Linked DNA regions of Mus musculus: all the other regions are linked to region 1. The links are chromatin contacts, called in public ChIA-PET and HiChIP or PLAC-seq maps. All regions are on one chromosome and are shown on one strand. The core of a region is the stretch at or near the end of the contact, and the rest is flanking DNA. Distances in the headings are between cores, read along the strand shown. Region 1 overlaps Tnrc6c (trinucleotide repeat containing 6C). Region 2 overlaps Septin9 (septin 9). Region 3 has its middle 23 kb from the start of Gm39478.

Evidence for each region. ChIA-PET counts read pairs in DNA pulled down with a chosen protein or histone mark. HiChIP or PLAC-seq counts read pairs in DNA pulled down with a chosen protein or histone mark.
Region 2: a contact with region 1 is called in an H3K27ac HiChIP or PLAC-seq map of embryonic stem cells, with 6 read pairs. The contact joins two enhancer-like sites. A contact is called at or near these places in 3 of 115 datasets of contacts at active chromatin or transcription factors (embryonic basal ganglia, embryonic stem cells and memory CD8 T cells) and 1 of 9 other capture datasets (pancreatic islet).
Region 3: an RNA polymerase II ChIA-PET map of memory CD8 T cells shows a contact between it and region 1, with 5 read pairs. The contact joins two enhancer-like sites. A contact is called at or near these places in 1 of 15 datasets of contacts at CTCF or cohesin (large pre-B cells), 4 of 484 Hi-C or Micro-C datasets (B cells, the HPC-7 cell line, cerebral cortex and 1 more) and 2 of 115 datasets of contacts at active chromatin or transcription factors (fibro-adipogenic progenitors and memory CD8 T cells).

What each region holds. Positions count from the first base shown.
Region 1 is chr11:117,684,896-117,687,595 of GRCm38.p6, forward strand. All of the region lies in intron 1 of Tnrc6c (trinucleotide repeat containing 6C), which reads left to right. Among named protein-coding and RNA genes, the nearest start is that of Tnrc6c, 32 kb to the left of the region's middle. Within about 2 kb of position 1,261, at least 122 of the 459 cell types and tissues checked have an H3K27ac peak or open chromatin away from gene starts, as enhancers often do. A contact at or near this core is called in embryonic stem cells and memory CD8 T cells, where this site is marked.
Region 2 is chr11:117,343,731-117,346,430 of GRCm38.p6, forward strand. All of the region lies in intron 2 of Septin9 (septin 9), which reads left to right. Among named protein-coding and RNA genes, the nearest start is that of Gm51932, 9.5 kb to the left of the region's middle. RefSeq lists an enhancer at 1-2,700. Within about 2 kb of position 1,346, at least 83 of the 459 cell types and tissues checked have an H3K27ac peak or open chromatin away from gene starts, as enhancers often do. A contact at or near this core is called in embryonic stem cells and memory CD8 T cells, where this site is marked.
Region 3 is chr11:117,241,478-117,244,459 of GRCm38.p6, forward strand. It overlaps a transcript of Septin9 not described here. Among named protein-coding and RNA genes, the nearest start is that of Gm39478, 23 kb to the right of the region's middle. Within about 2 kb of position 1,489, at least 54 of the 459 cell types and tissues checked have an H3K27ac peak or open chromatin away from gene starts, as enhancers often do. A contact at or near this core is called in memory CD8 T cells, where this site is marked.

The sequences.
Region 1 (2,700 bases), core at 11-2,510:
TTTCACAATGGTGAAGGGAGAGCCTTTCCCGAGGCAGCCAACATGTCAGGAGTTCTAGAAATGATACCGATTCTACAGAGCTGCTCTCCTCTCTCTGCCTGCTGGTTTCTAGTCTGGGCAACCTCTATCTAACCAAAGTCAGTTTTTGTTCTGTGGTGATAGCTAAATTCAGTTTGTAGTTTTATATACTCTGACTTCATTCATCATTTAAACACATCTGTAATTCAGTTTTATCGTTTTATATACTGACTTAATTCATTCATCATTTAAACACATCTGTGAATTTGTTTATTGGTGTAATAGTATTTTTAAACTTTCCAGTTCATTGGCAGGCTTTGAAATAAGCTGTCATTTGAAGGTTTCTCTATCAGTCAAGAGAAAACAAACATGTAGTCATGTGAACAAGGAAAAGAAGCCTGAAGAGTCAGTGTAGCAAGGGTTAGAGTAGGAAGATGAGCTCCCTGTAAGAGGCCACATCACTGGGAAGGACATGGCAAAAAAAGTCAATGAGGTGTCTGCCATGTGGACCCAACCTGCCAGAAAGTTACAGTCCACCATGAAAGCAGTTCCTGGGAGTCCCACATGTGTGCTTAACAGGAGCCTGCCTTGGAGCACCAGTTGGGAGGTATAAACTTTCCTCTCCGCTTCTCTCCAGCTCCCTCTGCCAGAGAAGTTGGACCTCATGCCAGCTGGTGAGGGAAAGTAGTTAAACGTCACAGATCCATTTGCACAAAGCAGGCAGGAGGCAGAAGTTGGCATTATAGGTAGTAAATGAATAACCAGCCAGTTCCTACCTCAGCAGCAGGAAGTGCTGGTCATGGGTATATAGTGCATGTTGTCAGATTTCCCAGCGAGCAGTGAGATTCTGTCATTGTTAGTAACTGAACACTGTAGCATACACAGCAAGATGAGCCAGCAGAGTACTGACTCTCAAAAATTAGTTGGGGTTTCCTTTGTATTACTAGGTGTTGTGCTATACAAATTTAATCACTCAGGAGGCAGAGACAGGGCTCTCTGTGACTCCCACCTTGGGGCTGTTGCTAACATTGGTTTTCTTTAGGATTCTTAAGTTACATGTGATAGAAAATAACAATTTAGGGAAGAACAAAAACTGACTTTGGTTAGATAGAGGTTGCCCAGACTAGAAACCAGCAGCAACCCAGAAGTCCTGTGCAGCTACCCCTGGTGGACAGGGGACAGACATCCTGCAATGCAGGTGTGTTCCCTGCCGGCTGCTGCCTCCCTTCCATCCTAACAGCCTGATGTAGCTCAAGCTTTTCTCTCTCCCTTAGAGGGCAGGCTTGTGCACTAGGCTCAAGTCTGCGTTCTGGACTTAGGCCACGCCCCTACAGGTGGAGTTCAGCCTTGTGTTTCTTGGTTTCTTTTTCTCTAAGTTGCCTTCATTTTGGGATCTCTGGCTGAGAGCACAGCTTCTAGCCGCTAGTTCTAGATATTCGTGTGTCAAGCCATCCCTGAGCCCAAGCACTGTCGTCCAGGTAACGCGCTGCCTGTGGATTAGCCACACCCAGAATGCTTCACTGAAGCTACTGTGCTTCAGAGACTTTGAATTGAAGGGGCTCTGTGAGGGAAATAGAGGTGCAGTTCCCAGTTCGGAAGGAAAGGGTGTGGTGTGTGTAGGTGATCACCATAGTTTACAGAGGAAAGCCTGCAAAAATGAAAGGCAGATTTCTGAGGCCAGCCTGGTCTACAAAGTGATTTCCAGGGCAGCCAGGGCTATACAGAGAAACAAACAAAAGCTACACAACAGATGACAGGAGACAAGCCTCAGAAAGATGTGTGTCTTAGGAAGGCAGTAGGGGGCATTGTTTCTAAAGTCAGATAAACTGAGAATTGCTGCTGGGATCTGTCTTGCCTTAGTAGTAACTCTTAACAAGTGAATCTTGAATCTGAAGCCCTCTTAAACCAGGTGGCAGTAAGACAGGCTTTCTTTGGAAAGCTGGAGACCACTGTTCAAATCTCTGACTCTTCTTCATGTTCCAAAGTAAAAGTCACAGTTGTTTCTAGACCATTCCATTCTGTGGGCACAGGCTCTAGGTTGAGCCCTGCACTCCTGGGCTCTGGTCTAGCTGGGGCTGCCTGGCTTGGCTCGGGGAGTGGGTGTGACCCTTGGAGGGTGTTGACCTTGCACTGCTGTGCAGTTGAACCAGAGGTAAGCCCACCCTGTGACAGTTGCTACCAGAGCTGGGAGAATTCCTTTCTTGGATGAACACCACCCCCCAGCCCCCAGGCATCACACCATCCCAGCTAGCTCCTGGGATCCCCCCTTCTACTGAGAAAACTGGTTTCTGTCCACTTTAGCTGCCTGGGCCATCTTTACTACAACACAGCTCTGAGGGCGACGTAGACCCCGGTCAAAACTTGAGAAAAGATAGAGATGAGAAAGCCGCCTTCACACAGGTTGAATTCCTAACTCTCAGCTGCTCTTTCGAAAGTCCTCATAATTGTGCTTACTCCTGCTTATATTCTGTATTTTATTACACTTTGTCTAGTGTCATTGTAAGTCAGCAAGAGAGTCTGTAGTGGGTGCTCTCTCTCTCTCTCTCTCTGGTCAGCCTCAGAAGTCCTAACTCACTGTATGTTTTATGAGTAACAGGTTTGTGAGCCTGGTGGCTTGCAGCAGTACCTACCTATCTAGTGGTTCATACCCTCTGAGTATTAGGGAGCTACAGTCAGGGCAGG
Region 2 (2,700 bases), core at 96-2,595, 340 kb before region 1:
CCGTCTGTCTGTCCCATCCATCCATCTATTCATCCATCTATCCGTCCATCTACCCGTGTCTGTCCATCTACCCATTCGTCCATCCACCCATCCATCCATCCATCCATCCAACCACCCATCTGTCTATCCACCTATCCATCCATCCGTTGTCCATTTGTCAGTCTGCCTGCCCACCCATCCTTACTCTCTGTTCAGGCAGCATTACATGACACTGCTTGGTCATTCATTTCAACAGTGCGTCATAGGCTGCCCTGAGGCATTTGCTCTACTTGGTTGGTTGCTTCTCCTTAGAGAACTAGGTCATGGTGTGAGGATCTTTCAACATACACTGGTGCCGAGGGATTCGTGTTCCCTGGTGGATGGCTAGAATTCTTGGGTTTCAGGATCTCCCCAGGACAGGGATCTGTAGCTGCAAGAGTGAGTGGCTCATCTCAGTTCTTCTGCCTGTCCTTGTTGGACTCCATAATACAGTCACAGGTTTCTTCTTCCTTAAGGTCCTGTGGTCACGCCCTCTTGCACCAGCCAGGACCAGCTTCTCTCTACCTGGCCCTTAAGACCCTGCCTTCAGTCTCGTCCTGTCCCATGTCATGCCCTGACCCCCACCCCCACCACAACAAAGTGAATGGGGCACCCGGAAGCCTTTGGCAGTATCAGCTGACCTAGGCAGAAAAGATCTGTATCTCTGGGGTCAGGCCTTTGTCCACGGGATTTCTGGCGGCAGGGGGTAGGAGGGTAGAGGGGTAGGGCGGGGTGTCTACTTTTTGTTATTTCAAATGATTTCATAAGTTGGGGGAACCTTTGACCATGTTTCACCCACCCCAAGCTCTGGTGTATGTCAGCAGCTGACAGCAGCTGATAGGACAGGGGTCAAGGGATTGGGAAGCAGCTCTGTCGCCTCCCCCCCCTTAGGGGACATCCCTGATAAGAGGAAATTCTTGTAATAAATGGCCAGTGTCCACAGTGGGGTGATGGAGTGGCCTCTCTCCCACCCCCTTCTTTCTCCATAGACATTTGTCAAGAGCAAAGGGAATCTGTGGCCCAGCAGCCTCGATGGCCCCTGCTGCAGTAGGACATGCCAGTGGCGTCCTGGGTAGGGCTGGATCTTCAGGTGCAGCTGTTGCTGTTGGAGATTCCTGGGGGTGGGCAGAGTCAGGGCTGCCTTCCCCGATGCTGCTATGTAATAGATGACCCCAAGGATGGGCCCAAGCAGGGTGGTCAGTGGACCCCGGAACCGGAACCGTATTTAAATCCCTGACCCAGAACTTTGGAGGGCTCTGCAGAGGCCTTAGTGTGCTGTTGGAAATCTGCTGTGGCTTTTGAGGAAATGAATGAGAAGGGCTTGCAGGTTGCAGCCTGCCCTGAGCAAAGGTTGATGTCTCAATAGGCCCAGCCTAGTGAGAAACTGCTAGCTGTAAATGAAGAACAGAAGGGGTCTCCTCGAGGGGGGTGGGGCGCCCCTGGACTTGGTCCAAGTTTGCCTCTGTGGATTGGGGCCAATTGAAACCACGTTGGCAGAAGTACAGGGCTCCTTGAGAGTCCTCCCTACAATAGAGGGGAGGTTGGGTGAGGGAAGCTTGGCAAACAGCCAAAGCAGGGACCCTACTCCCTTCTTTGGGATGCCTAGGGCCCCTGCCTCTGCACACCTCCCCACCCTGCCCTCATCGAAGGAAAGGAGGAGTGGATGGGATGAAGTCTCAAACTTCTCTGTCCGTCCCAGGCCCTTATCGGACGCAAGGTCACAAGCATCTCCCAGCAGAGAGCAGCTTGCGGAAACCACATCAGGGCAGTGTTAAGTCCCCTCTTGGAACTTGGACTGGGGAAGGCACTCCAGCTGGGAGAGGTGGGAAGCGCTCCCTTTGCAAATCCCTCTCTACTGAGGCCAAAGCCAAGGCCAAGCCTTTGTGTTGGGTTTCCAAGTGGGGGTCCGGGGGCGGTGCAGGAGGAGTCTCAGATTTCTGGCATCCATGCTTTTAACCAGACTCCAAGGAGACACTTCCTGCCCCAAACAAAGTGTGAAGTGTAATTCGATTTGACTTACTTATCAAATTAGATGAGCCATGTGCACTTTTAAAAAGTTCGGCTTTTGAAACCGGGCACATGAATTTGCAAGATTTGATCATTTATATGCAGTTTCCATCTTTGGAACAGGACAGGGAGCCTCTTGTGACATTTATGGGGAGCGCAGGGTCCTCCGGTGAGTCAGCAGGGGCCAGGGCACTGTGAAGGCAGGGTGAAGAAGATGGGGGAAGTCCCAGCTCCCCAGAAAGCAGCCTTCCACATCTCTGCCCACCCATGTGCTGACAACCTGGGTCGAGCCGCCCAGGGAGTCAGCTGCTAGAGCCTTGACCCCTCTAACGTGGGCTCCTCAGACTTATGTCCCATGCTCCTTGACTCTGTATCCCTCCTGCATTTGTCCATCTCTCCAGCCACAGAAGCTGCTGATCTAGATCATCTGTGTGGTGTGTGTGTGTGTGTGTGTGTGTGTGTGTGTGTCCATACGTGTGTGTGCGCAGATGTACAAGCAGGTGGAAACCAGAGGAATATGCTGACCTTCGTCAATCACCTTTTTTTGTGTGACAGGGTCTCTCACTGAAGGTCTGTCAGTTCAGCTTCTGGAATGCCTCTCTGTTTCCACAGCCTCCAGCTCTGGCACATAGAGTCATCATTGGCTCTTACAGGAGTACTGGGGATTTGAACTCG
Region 3 (2,982 bases), core at 239-2,738, 440 kb before region 1:
TCCGTTCCTTAAGACTGCCCTTCCTTGGGTACCACTCAGCAAGTCTGGTCTTCTGGAAATTCTGACTCATGAGCTGTGAACTGGGGAGACTTTTTAGGGTTTGGTCTTTACTGGAGCAGCTCATACAAAGCAGGGGGCTTTCCGATGTGCCTGTCAGTGTATCAGGGGGACTGGCTAGGTTTATTCTTATGTGTTTGTGTCTATGTGTGTCTGTGCATATCTGTGTATGTGTCTGTGTGTACCTGTGTCTATGTATGTCTGTGTGTGTATATGTGTGTCTCTGTGTGTGAACGCGTGTGTCTGTGTCTATTTGCTAGTGTGTGTGTCTGTGTGCTTATGTGTCTGTGTGTGACTGTGTATCTGTATGTGTCTGTGTGTGTTGTCTATGTGTGTCTGTGTGTATATATATGTGTTTGTGAGTGTGTGTGAACATGTATATCTGTTTGTGTGTGTCTGTGTGTCTGTTTGCTAGTGTATGTCTGTGTGCTTGTATGTGTGTATGTGTTCTTCTGTGTGTGAAGGTAAGTCTCTGTGTGTTTTTGTGTGTGTCTGTGTCTGCTAGTGTGTGTGTCTGTGTGCTTATGTGTGTGACTGTGTGTTTGTATGTGTCTGTGTGTCTGCTTGTCTGTGTCTGTGGGTGGGACTGCAGGTGCTCAGAGGATAGAGTCTCTTGGGGCTAGAATTTTATATAGGTGGTTGTGAGCTGCCAGCCAAACCCAGTTTTGCAGGAGTTGTCCAGACTGAGCCATTTTTCCAGCCCCTCAGCAAGGCTTCTTTGAACACTAGAAATGAACTGGACACAGGGGAAGTTTGAAAGGCACCGGAGCATGGGACCTGAGGCGAGCCGAACTCTCTGAGCACGGATGAATCAAGTCCTCTTCCTGTGTTCCCCTTCCTGTGTGCCCTTGTGCTGTGTCATGGAGACCACCATGTGTGACAGTGACAGCTTTAGTCATCCTCCGGGATCAATAAACCCTGTCGGTGTTTAGTAACACTTGCTGATCGGTGAGAATTTTCACAACAGTTGTGGTAGCTCACACTTATGACCCCAGCACTCAGGAGTCTGAGGCATAAAGATTAACAAGAGTTTGAGACCAGTGTAGGATACACAGGAAGTTCAAGGTCTTCCTGGGCTTCATAGAAGACCATGTCTCGGGCTGGAGAGATGGCTCAGTGGTCAAGTGCACTGGTTTCCCTTGAAGGTGACCTGGGCTCAGTTCCTAGCACACATGTGGTGACTCACAATTATTGGTAAATCCAGTTCCAGGAGATCCGATGCCCACTTCTGACCTCACAGGCACTGAGTATGCACGTACATGCTGTATAGATATTAATGGAGGCAAAGTGCTCATGTGTGAAACAAAAATGAATAAATATAAAAAATTTAGGTCTCAAAAATAAAACAAATGGGCAACACGCACACACACACACACACCACGGCCTTTATATAAGTTGCAGTTAAGATCGCTGATATCATATCTGTTTCCTGGCCAGGCCCTGACTAAGCCACCAAGTCAGTAGGAGGAAGGAAGTAATGATGATAAAGGCAGAAATCAAGGAAATGGAAAAAGAGAAAAAATAAGGTCATTCTTTGTTTCTCTAAGACGATATGGAGCGACAATTCTCAACTAGATTGCCGAGCTGGAGGAGGAAAGTCCAAACAGGGGTGGTCAGGGTCGGCGGTGAGGCGGTACCCTGCGAAGTGCCGTAGGTAGAACTGAGCCTGCTGGTAGACACCTTTACTCCCAGCACTCAGAAGCAGAGACAGGTGGATCTGAGTTCTGAGCCAGCCTGGGCTACTTTTCAAGATAAAATTTATCGAGCCAGGTGTATGGAATCCCTCTCGGGAACTGAGGTAGGAAGATTGAGAGTTTGAAGCTAGCCTGTCTCAAGGGGGAAAAAAAAGGATAACCAAAGACAACATTAAAGAAGGTTAAGAAGAAGCCAGAATAGCATTCTGTCTATGATATTTAACTGTGCCGGGCGATGACGCCTCACACCTTTAATCCCAGCAATCAAGAGGCAGAGGCGGGTGGATCTCTGAGTTCGAGGCCAGCCTGGTGTACATAGTGGGTTCTGGAACAGCCAGAGAAGCCCTGTGTGGTGGTTTGAATAGGTGTGGCCCCCACAGACGCATGTATTTGTACACTTAGCCCATGGAGACTGACACAGTTAAGGGATGTGGCCTTGTTAGAGTAGGTGTGGCCTTGATGAAAGAAGTGTGTCACTGTGGGGGTGGGCTTTAAGATCTCTTAGGATTAAGCTCTGCTCAGTGTGGAGCGCAGCTTCTCCTTGCTGCCTGCTCAACTCTCTGCTCCTCCAGCGCCATGTCGGCCTGCACATTGTCATGCTTCCCGCCATGATGATAATGGACTAAACCTCTGAAACTGTAAACCAGCCCCGATGAAATGTTTTCTTTTGTAAGAGTGGCCTTGTTCATGGTGTCTCTTCACAGCAATGAAACCCTAAGACACCCTGTCTTGAAAACCTTAATTCATTAATTTACAGCCAGATGAGGTGGCCCAGACTTTAATCTCTTAGCTGAGGAGTCAGAGGCAGGGCCAGAGGCAGGAGGATTCCCTTGGCTTTCTGACCAGTCTCATCAAGTGAACTCCAGACTCAGTGGAGAGCCACTGAGGAGGACACCTGATATCTTCCACACACAAAAGGGGCAGATAAAATGGCTCAACAGGTGCCGGGCGTGATGGTGAACACCTTTAATCCCAGCACTCGGGAGGCAGAGGCAGGCGGATTTCCGAGTTCGAGGCCAGCCTGGTCTACAAAGTGAGTTCCAGGACAGCCAGGACTATACAGAGAAACCCTGTCTCGAAGAACCAAAAAAAAAAAAAAAAAAAAAAAAAAAAGATGGCTCAGCAGGTAAAGGTGCTTGCTGCTAGGCAAGGGTGACAGACTTATAACACCATGACACCATGTTTTACCTGGGTTCTAAGGATCAAACTCTATACAAATACATATTCCTAC